2 separate regions of the Rattus norvegicus genome follow, and region 1 is linked to region 2. A link is a contact called in public Hi-C data. All regions are on one chromosome and are shown on one strand. Each heading gives the region's core, a stretch centred on a gene start, on an enhancer-like site or on the middle of the called end of the contact. The rest is flanking DNA. Distances are from core to core; before and after follow the strand shown. Region 1 overlaps Itpr2 (inositol 1,4,5-trisphosphate receptor, type 2). Region 2 has its middle 79 kb from the start of Lmntd1.

Evidence for each region. Hi-C and Micro-C count contacts between places; a contact is called where the count stands out from the background.
Region 1: a contact with region 2 is called in a Hi-C map of the A7r5 cell line, with 6 times the contacts expected there. The contact joins two enhancer-like sites. A contact is called at or near these places in 3 of 12 Hi-C or Micro-C datasets (the A7r5 cell line, Schwann cells and psoas muscle).

Annotation. Positions count from the first base shown.
Region 1 is chr4:180,976,403-180,981,550 of GRCr8, reverse strand. The region is part of intron 26 of Itpr2 (inositol 1,4,5-trisphosphate receptor, type 2); the gene reads left to right. Among named protein-coding and RNA genes, the nearest start is that of Itpr2, 160 kb to the left of the region's middle. Within about 2 kb of position 2,285, at least 37 of the 93 cell types and tissues checked have an H3K27ac peak or open chromatin away from gene starts, as enhancers often do.
Region 2 is chr4:180,045,751-180,050,659 of GRCr8, reverse strand. No RefSeq gene overlaps it. Among named protein-coding and RNA genes, the nearest start is that of Lmntd1, 79 kb to the left of the region's middle. Within about 2 kb of position 1,794, at least 10 of the 93 cell types and tissues checked have an H3K27ac peak or open chromatin away from gene starts, as enhancers often do.

The sequences.
Region 1 (5,148 bases), core at 1,036-3,535, 930 kb before region 2:
GACTTTTACTATAGGAACAGAAGGAAAGGACAGTCAGTCAACATGGCTTCAGTGTGCATTCAAGAACTGACAGTGTGAGCAAGAACTAATATTAGATACTAGAAAAGACAACGAACAAGGGTCCAACTTTATCTAATTATTCATCTTAAGATTTGGTTTCGTGTATGTGCATGGGGGTTTGTAGAGTCCAGAAGAGGGTGTTGGATCCCCCACAGCTGGGGTTACAGGCAGCGGTGAGCTACTCAGTGTGGGTGCTGGGAACGGAACTCAGATCCTCTGAAGGAGCAGCCAATGCTCTTAACTCCTGAGCCAACCCTCAAGCCCCTCTAACTGTAATTTCTCCTTCAGTCTTGTCATCATGGACCAGTGGGCTCAATTCTGAGCTGCTCTGTCTCCTGGTCATATTCCTAGCAAGAGCAGTCCAGTGCTGTATCTGTGCACAGCACCACCTAGAATGAACTGAGTCCCCTGCTTAGGGATGAGGGAACCTGTCCTGGGAGTTCCTCCTAGTGCCTGTCGGAAGCCTGGACACGTTTATATCTGAGCCAGTGGTTTCTGTTTCGGGTTCCTTCCATGATGCCCTGTGGCCTGGACTGTATCCCTTTACCCCTTACTCCCCATGTGTCCAGAAAGTTTGATCACAGCAGTAAGGAACAACTTTGAATGGTGTGTATCTTATGAAATAGAACCACTACTGGAAGGAAACCCCTGTGGTCTTTCCGTACCCAGAATAAACTGCTCCCACAAGTTCGCAAGCTTCCTTGTTTAATGGTTCTCTCCTATGTGTAGTGCATGTTAATAAAACAGAAGAAATATATAGAAAATACTTCCTCCGGGCTATTCTGGGTCTGTTGTCTCCTATCCTTGTTGAGTATGGCAATAATTCACCAAAGCTCTAGTCCGCATTGGCACATGGTCATACATGGCTTTCTAGTGAGCTGGCCATGGACTGGTGTTTTAAGAAACTTTGCTATTACTGTGACAGCTTGGGCATGCTTCTTCCTCTTGAGCCCGTTCAAGAGGTACTTCTTCAGGTTTGTGTCTGGGAGCCAAGCGTCCCATGTGCTGTGCTCTGGAGCAAGTGTTTTCCTCCAACGGTGTGTGAAAGTCACCATACCTCCCATCCCCATTACTGTTTACGTGCAGGACAACCATCACCGTTGTTATTTTGATTCCATTAGTTGGTTCAGAAGGAGAGATTAATTAACTGATTGATTAACCGATCATTATTTTGATAAAGCTAAGTTCTGTTTGGGCAGGTGATGAGGTTCTGTTTGCCTGGGTGTACCAGATAACGACGCTGGGCTGCGGAGATGGCTCAGTGGTTGACGCCCTTGCCGCACAAATGCGGGGGCCAGGAGTTTGGAGGTTTGGAACCGGTTGGCAGGTGGCCTGTAGTTCTAGCATCACAAGCCAGAGATGGGGCGTGCCCAGAGCAAGCTGGTTAGCTGGACTAGCCATCCTGAGGAATGGTGGGTTGGACTGGCCGCACCTCAGTCAGTGAGGCCAGAGGGCAATGGAGATGAGTTTAGACAACAACCCCGGGACCCTCAGGTGTTACTCTTTGACTTCTGGGCGCCCACTGTGGCTGTGAAGGGCTTCACTGTGAATGCAGCTGTATCTTAACTTTGAAACCCCAGCTGAGTATTATATTGAACCTCGTTATTATGCCTGTGGCAGTAATGTCGGCGTGCATACGTGTGGTAGATTTTGTTTTCTCTTTCTCAAGCCTGTGTCACCCCGCAGGAAGCACTTAGTAATTTATTTAAACTCATACCCTCTTGTCTCACCCACATCCTATTTGGAGTTTACCATACCAGCTGGAATTTTAACTCCAGCCGTGGTAATTTCTCATAATGGGAAACTGATTTTTTTTTCACATTTGCTTGGTGGTTTTCACCAGGCTTTATTGATTTAAATGTTTGGGTTCATGCCTACCTGATATCCTGTGCATACATGGCTAGAGTTGCTTTTCTAATTTTTTAAAATTTTTTTTATCTTCTTAAGATTTTTTTTTAATGTGTATGTGCCTTTTGCCTACATGTGTGAGTGTGTAGTGCGCCCAGTGTCTGTGGGAACAGAGGAGGCACTCTTGTGAGTACCTCTCGACTGAGTCATATTCATCTGAGGAAATCTCTATGGTTATGAGATGCTGTAGCTATTTGACTGAGTCAGTATGCGCTGATAATCTTCCGCAGGTTGAAGAGGGTGCTTTCCTTCTCGGGGGAATTGCAGTTGCCTCAGCCTGTTGCCAGGGGGCGCTGTTGGTCTGAGCCTGCAGAGATCTGCACGCTGCCTTGAGGCGGACAAGGGTTTTAGCTCCTCCGAAGCTGAAGATTCTTCAGAGTCTGGTTGGTCCCGCGCTGCAAAGTTAACATTGCGTGTGCCTTCTGGATGGTCACTCTAGCCTTCGATAATGGCTGCTGGTGTGTGTCCTTCTGCCCCCCACCCTCGCTGAGGAGATGGAGGGGGCGGGGCACGCCTTTTCTTAGGAAGGCTTGTCTAGTTTTCAGCTGTTCCCGCGGAAGCTCCTGAGGCGACTTCCTTCAGGCCTTTAGTGTGGTTGTTGTTGTTATTATGAAGGTACATTCTGTGTGGAATTCTTCTGAGGCCTGGATTTAGTCTAGAGAACGTTCTGTGGCACTTTGGGGGAGTCTGTTTAGCCACACTAAATACAGATTTTCGGATTGGGACTTTGGGGGCCTCTTTATGAATGGGAATTCTAGTCTTAGATCCTGAGAGTGGGCTTTTTTGCGCACAGGGGCTTGAGACCCTTAGACCATAGCCAGAGCGAAGGCCAAGCTATGCATGTACTTTTGTCTGCCCAGGGGGCTGTGTCGTCTTCCTTAACTCACTGCTGTGACGTCTCCCTTTCATGCTTGGAGATCTGTGGCTTCTGGCCAGAACTTTCATCTTTCTTTGCAACCAGACTTCTCTCTCTCTCTCTCTCTCTCTCTCTCTCTCTCTCTCTCTCTCCCTCTGTGTGTGTGTGTGTGTGTGTGTGTGTGTGTGTGTGTGTGTGCGCGCGCGTGCGTGCATGTGTGCACCTCCCTAGCCCCAATACTAGAACTCAGAATATAGGTTACCAGCATGGACTAAGGTTGGAAGGGACACCAGTCAATACCAGTGAATTTCTGCTCTGAAATTTTTATGAACTTTTGTGGTTTCTGAGTTCCTATTGAAAAGAGGCATCTTAAATATTTTATCAGTCACCTTTGGAATTTTTCTAGAAGGGGCTCCTCACATTCTGCCCAGCACTTGTCAAAGATAGTCAGCTACTCTGTTTCCAGCCCCTGCATCCAACCCCCTGGTGTCTGCACTGATGTTGAGGATGACCTGTGTGGACCACGGCTGAGCCTCCTGTCCTTGACTAGTGGTTGTTTCTCTGGAGTAGAGTCCTTTCCAACCGTCTGCCTCGTGTAGTGTGAGACCTGCAGGCTCACCACTTGGTATTCATAGGACTTTCTCATTTCCACTGCTAAAGTTTGATGTCTGGTTGTCACATATTCCAGATGTGACTCTTACTCTGTAGAATCGAACACCTTTAAAACAACATACAAAGTCCAAGCACAGAGCACAGGCTTGTTTTGAAGGATCGAAGGATGGTTACAAATGTATCCAACACTAATAGCAACAGGAGTGTTTGTATTAGAAACGGCTGGGGGCTGCAGAGTTCCAAGGAAGGAGTGTTTCCTTTGGCAGAATCCAAAATGTTTCCGGAGGAGCAGGGCCACTGTGGGAGGCATCCAAGAGTCTTTTACATGTGATCAGGTGTGAATTTATGAATGCTTGAGGGCAGGGGTGGTGAGAGAAACAGGCAAACGGGTGGACAGAGAAACATGGAGGGTCCGTTTATAATGAGATAATTTCAGGAGACTGAAGAAAGACATGTGAGACACAGCAGTGTTAGTTTGTGCACAGGTGAGTGGACATCACTATGAGTGAACCAGCAGCCAAGGACAGTGGTAACATACAGGATGAAATCCATTCTGTGTCAGCAGAAAAGACCAGCAGCAGCACTCACTCGGGCAGGCCGGCCGTGGGTACAATCATCCTTTGTGTCTCCCGGACTTTCACAGAGGCTGTAAACATTGTATTGTTCTGATCAATCCAGCATTCAGCTGCAAGGATATTAGAGGACACTTACCATGAATCCGGGGCTTCATTTATGTAATTTAAAAATGCCTGCAGTAGCATGAAAGTTTAAAAATGTTTTCTTTGATTATTTTATTTTATAAGTGATATTTATTAAAAATATCGACACTTTCATGCCCACAGTCTAGTTTTCTCATTTGCACGGTGACGGCACAGGCTGTTTAAGGGCTTGAGGGGAAAGATTTCATTTAATACAAAACCATATACAGCACATGCATGTTTTTCTTTGCAATTTAGGTCGAAGATACTTTAGGTCAAAGATACTAATTTTTAAAAGAGGGTCATCTTATTTTTTCCAATCTGATAAAAACTAGTGCACCAACTCTTCAGAGTCAAGTTTTGCACAGATAAAAGTGAACTTTCCTAGTTGGAAATGGCCCTCCATCCTCCACCAAATAAATGGAAGATTTCAACATAATTTAAACAAAAAAGAATTGGGAGGTGTCACCATAGGCAAAAAGTCTGAAGTACCTTAGCTTTCTGTCCTTGGAACATTGAGGTTCAGAGTTGGACTCCAAATTAACCCATGACTGGAGCTGACCTCTAACGATCACAGAGATGGGCACAGATTTCACACCCGTGTCCGTAAGCCATGCTCCCTGTATGCAAATGTGTCTTCTGGGGCCACGGAAAGTGTGATTGTTTTCGAAGGTCAGCGGGCTGGGGAGGGGGGGTAAGCAGGCAGTGTGGGCAGCATTAGTACAGGCTCTAATCATCACCTTGAAGTGCGCGTTTTCTAAATCTAGAAGGAGAGATTAAGGCAGGAAGGCGTGGCTGTGCGGGTTAAGTCAGGGTTGCCCTTTCTACACACCCTTCTCTTTATTTAGCCTGAGAGGCAGGTCACCTGAGGACCTCCGAGCTCCAGAGAGAAGGCCCTGCCCTGTTCATTTTATTACCACCGTTACCACCATGGGTTCGAGTCTCTGGTTTTGTTACCTGTTTCTTCCTATGCAATTGTGTAGTTTTCAGTGTTTTTTTTTTAATTTAAAACAT
Region 2 (4,909 bases), core at 545-3,044:
TTTTTTCTCCTTCCACTAAGTAGATCACGGCGTTGAACTCAGCCCATCAGACATGACTGCAGGCACCTTTTTTTTCTTTTCTTTTTTTCGGAGCTGGTGCAGGCACCTCTTTAACAGCTGAGCCGTCTCACCATCATAGACTTACAATTTCTGACGCACAGATGGGCGTGCATTCAGGCTAGCCACTAAGTAAGGCTGACTTTGAAACGCCCACATCTTAAGCTATCTGCTGTGATCCTCTGCAAAGATTCATTCTTCTTCCCAAATATAGCATTCAGCTTACCAAGTGGAATCGTAAAAGTTTACGTTTTCATGAAAATTCCAGTACCGTTTTTTTTCCCTCCTCCACCACCATCTTCTCAGTTCACCACTAGGGGGCACTGTTGGTGGGGCAGGGGAAGAGATTAGGCATAAGATTTAGTCTGTTATTAACTCTCTCTCTCTCTCTCTCTCTCTCTCTCTCTGTGTGTGTGTGTGTGTGTGTGTGTATGTGTGTGTGTGTGTGTGTGTGTGTGTGTGTTTTATTCTATTTACCTTTATTTTAATCATAAAAACATTAGGTGATTGCTATTTGAGACCTGTCGGCATGTTAGCTCCAGAGTTAGAAACTATACCCCAGGGTCCCTAGGCATAGCATCCCTCCCACTGCCCAGCACAAACAAAGTGCCCAGATTCCCCCACCCCAAGTAAATTGATAGCCCTTGCACGGACCTACTGCTCAAACCCGCAGTGACACAAGGCACCGCGGACACTTATGGAAATTGTAAACACAGGAGTAGTGTGAAAGATAGAACCCAATGGTCTGTATATGGAATGTGTCAAAGAGGCGAAATGTTAAACTATGCATTCAGGAGATTAGAGAGGTGGCTCAATGCTCAGTGGCATTTTCTGTCTTGCAGAGGGCCTGACGCCTTTCGGCATCTCCACTCACTCATGCACCCATGTATCCACAGATACATAAACAAAAATAAACTAAAGCGTTCATCTTCAGTTTTCTCGGGTGAAGTGGATTTCCACGCAGGTGTGCTGAGCTGAGGACCCTGAGATCGTGCAGTCTGCTGTGGGAATCCTGGCTGGTGTTCTAAGGAGCTTTACCCAAAGTAGAACGGCACCGGGAGGGGAAAATTACTGCAGACAGAAACCTGAGGTAATTTTAGCCTTATTTACTCAGGCTGCTCACCTTAGACACTGAAGTCAGGTTTAGACGTTCAAACAGCCCTGTAATGAGTACATTTTCTACCATCCTTTCCCTCGGTAAACAGCTCTCAGAGACACTAAAATACACACAGACTCTTTCTGAGTGGAACTCAGTGTTCTGTGTCCTCAGAGCCTCCTCTCTCCACACCCACTCGGCCTCACATAAAGTCTGGCTTGTTGGGGTCATCCTGAGCTTTATGATTGCTGAGAGGGTCTAATGTGCGTTTCTGTGCCTCCCTTGCTAGGGTGTGCACAGTACAGGGGAGCCTACTGCAGCTCTCTCCTGTCCTAAGAGCCCTCCCTCTCCTTCTCCTCAGTCACACCCAAGAGCACAGCAAACTCTGGCTTCCAGAACCTCCCGCCACTTCTCGAATAAAGGCAGATGAGAGTTACATTTCAAAACTAGTTTTGATCGTAAAGCGTGGATAATTGTTTGGTTTTGGTTTTCAATCTTAAATCTAACTGAAAAGGCTGGCCACAGAGAGGAAGGTTAGCTTTTCCTCGGTTCCCCGATCCTCAGTGTTGGTAGCTGTTGGTGCTGTCAAAACGACAGAGGATCCTTTAAGACCAAGAAGAGAACGTGACTGGGGGTGGAGAAAGAAGGAAGGAAATGGGAAGGAGAGAGAGGGGAGGCCTCCCCTGCAGCTGTTCTGCTCCTCGCTGAACCTCCCTCTTCATGCTTGCACTCACGCGGCTGCCTGTGCTACCTGCAGCTTCTTTACTGGGCAGCGGGAGAGCGAGGGCTAAGCTGACTTATACAGTTGTGCTCCATCCCACGGACACTCCTTTCTCCCTGTTAAACCATCTTTCCCTCCTTCCCCCTGGTGTTTTTGCTGAACAAAAAAGGGGAAGAGGGAGGGGTGGGGGTACAGTTCCGTGATGGGGCCCTCCGCAGCAAGGCTGTGGGGCCCGTGGTTCTAATCCACAGCACCACAGAAGAGAATGGAGTGGGGGTGGGGAGGAGAGGACAGTGGACAGAAGACAGGGTCCCTCTTGGGAGGGCTCAGCCCAAGGACTGAGTGACAGAAGGGACACCACCATGCTGACCAGATCTGAAAGGCAGGGCCTTTGGCAGTTCCACTTTGGGCCAATTTAACCATTGATTTTTTTTTCAGCACCTCCTTTCTTGTGCTTAAAGCTCCAGTCTTAAGGAAAAGCAGACTTTTCCTTAAGAAAGAAATGCGTAATTGTTCTACCTAAAGTTGTAAGGATGATTGCTATCAGAGTTTGTCACCCCCCCTTTTTTCCTAGAAAAATTAATTCGATAAGCTTTCAAGACCAGAGGAAGAGAGTAGCCTGTGAGGAGGAGAGGTTTGGAAGAGCCAAGGGTGAAAGGGAGGTCAGGGCCACAGAGGAGCAGGCCTCTGAGGGACAATCGGCCCAAACTGTCTCAGAAGGCTTTCTGCTGAATCCAAAGGAGGGTCACAACTAGGCTAGTCTAAGTGTCCTCGTTAACTGGTAATAATAACTCAATCGCATGGAACCAGGGTTAAACGTGCGTGAGGCCCAGTGACAACTCTTTAAGGACGAAGCCTCCTTTGGAATGGATGACTCCAGTCCTAGGCCTTATAAAAATTAACATTTCTGCTGGGTTTGCACATTAGAACAATGCCAGTCAGAGTGAGTTAGAAGTGCATCGTGTGTCACACACTGACACACATCATATACATGCACCACTCTTCATGACCTGCGTGTATCCTATAAGGAACACCGGCAGGGGGTTCAGAGCCAAGGGGGTTCTGAAGCCAAGAGCACACACTTTGCTCTGCCAGAGGTCACACCTACTGTTCCCAGCCCACATGGGGCAGATCACAACACCCTATCCTCCAGCCCCAGGGACTCTTCCACCCTTTTCTGTCCTCTCCAAGCACTGCAGGCATGTTCACAGAGCTCTACGCAGGCACATATATACATACCCAGGCATGTACAGTTAAAATAATAATAATAATAATAATAATAATAATAATAATAATAATCTCTTTTTTTTTTGGTTCTTTTTTTCCGGAGCTGGGGACCGAACCCAGGGCCTTGCGCTTCCTAGGTAAGCGCTCTATCACTGAGCTAAATCCCCAGCCCCAATCTCTCTCTTTTTAAGCAACAAAGTTGGGTGTGAGAATTTACAATGTGACCAGTTACAATCACAACAATTTGGACCGCGGCTGTAACAAAGCCCCAGATTAGGAGGCCTAGAACCCAGAAGGGCCTGGGGATCATGGGTGTGCGCCCTCTCCAGGAAATACAAACATTTACAAAATTGAAGAGCTTTAAGAAACAAAAATATGTTTAATTTTTAAAAAAATCCCAGCATATACAAATACAAAAAAAATCACTAAATCTTTTTTTATAGTTAATTTTTGACTAAGGGAGGGTTGTAGGTCAGAGGACAGTTTTCAGGAGTCCTTCCCTCCAAGGGTCGAGCTCAGGTCATCAGCCTTGCGAGCATAAATTACTTTGCCTTTACCTGTCTTCCTTCTTTTTTAGTTTTTAGTTTTAATTGTCGCTTTTTTGTGAGCTCACCATTATTTTCTGGTAACAGCATAGCTCGGTGGGTGAAGAGGCCACCCAAGTGGGAGTTTGGTCCCTGGAGCCCATGTGGTGGGAGGAGAAGACTTTCCTCGGACCTCACATGCACGCGCAGTGCTCTGTGTCCACAAACAATTAAATACATATTAAAAAATGGTTTCCCATAAAACACTCACAAGGACTTGTATAAAAAAAAAAGTCGTTAACTTTCTGATGAAAACAAAAAAAAAAAATGAAATCCTGATCGCATGGGTGATGCATGCACGCTGATAGGATCACACGGGTGATCGGGTGGTCCCGGTTCTCTGATAGGATCGCACGGGTGATCCCCGTACTCTGATAGGATCGCACGGGTGATCCCGGTACTCTGATAGGATCGCACGGGAGACCCATATGTGTACACTCTGATAGGCCGACACATGCTGATGCGTACACTCTGATAGGCCGACACATGCTGGTGTGTACACTCTGATAGGATCACATGGCTGTTGCGTATATTCTGATAGGCTGACACATGCTGATGCGTATACTCTGATAGGCCGACACATGCTGATCTGTACACTCTGATAGGCCGACACATGCTGATGCGTATATTCTGATAGGCCGACACATGCTGATGCAGTATACCCAGGTACCTTTCACCACCATTCGCATTTAAAATAACTTCCATGCTATCTCCGTTGTTTCCCAAGGTGTCCCCCACATTTAGACATTACCTTGATCTTCCTGATAAGTAAGGAGACTTATTTGGCTCTAAATTCCCACTTTTATTCCTGGTCTGTATAGGTAGTAGGCTGTCGTTCTCAGCGGCCCCCATGCTCTGAGCTCCCTGCTCTGTGCCTTAGGACTGCAGCGCCTACGCAAGCCCTTGCCCTCTGCTTCCCGGCTTCAGTGGGTGTTGATTTTGCACATCAAGCTTTGGCGTATCAGCCTGCCGTGACTGTTGCTAGGTCCACCATTGACCAGAGCTGTTGTTGGAAGACCCCACCTCCCCCTCCCCCATAATGTGGTCTCTTCCACCCTCAGATCTAGGGAGCAATGGATCCCCACCGCTCATTATCCCCGATGTCTCAACCTTTCTTGTAAGGTCCCTATGATCCTGGAAAAAAATCTTTTTGATTAACATATCATCTTAAAATTGTTAAGAACAATCCCAACAGGGGCAATGGGCAAAGGCCACACCTACTCC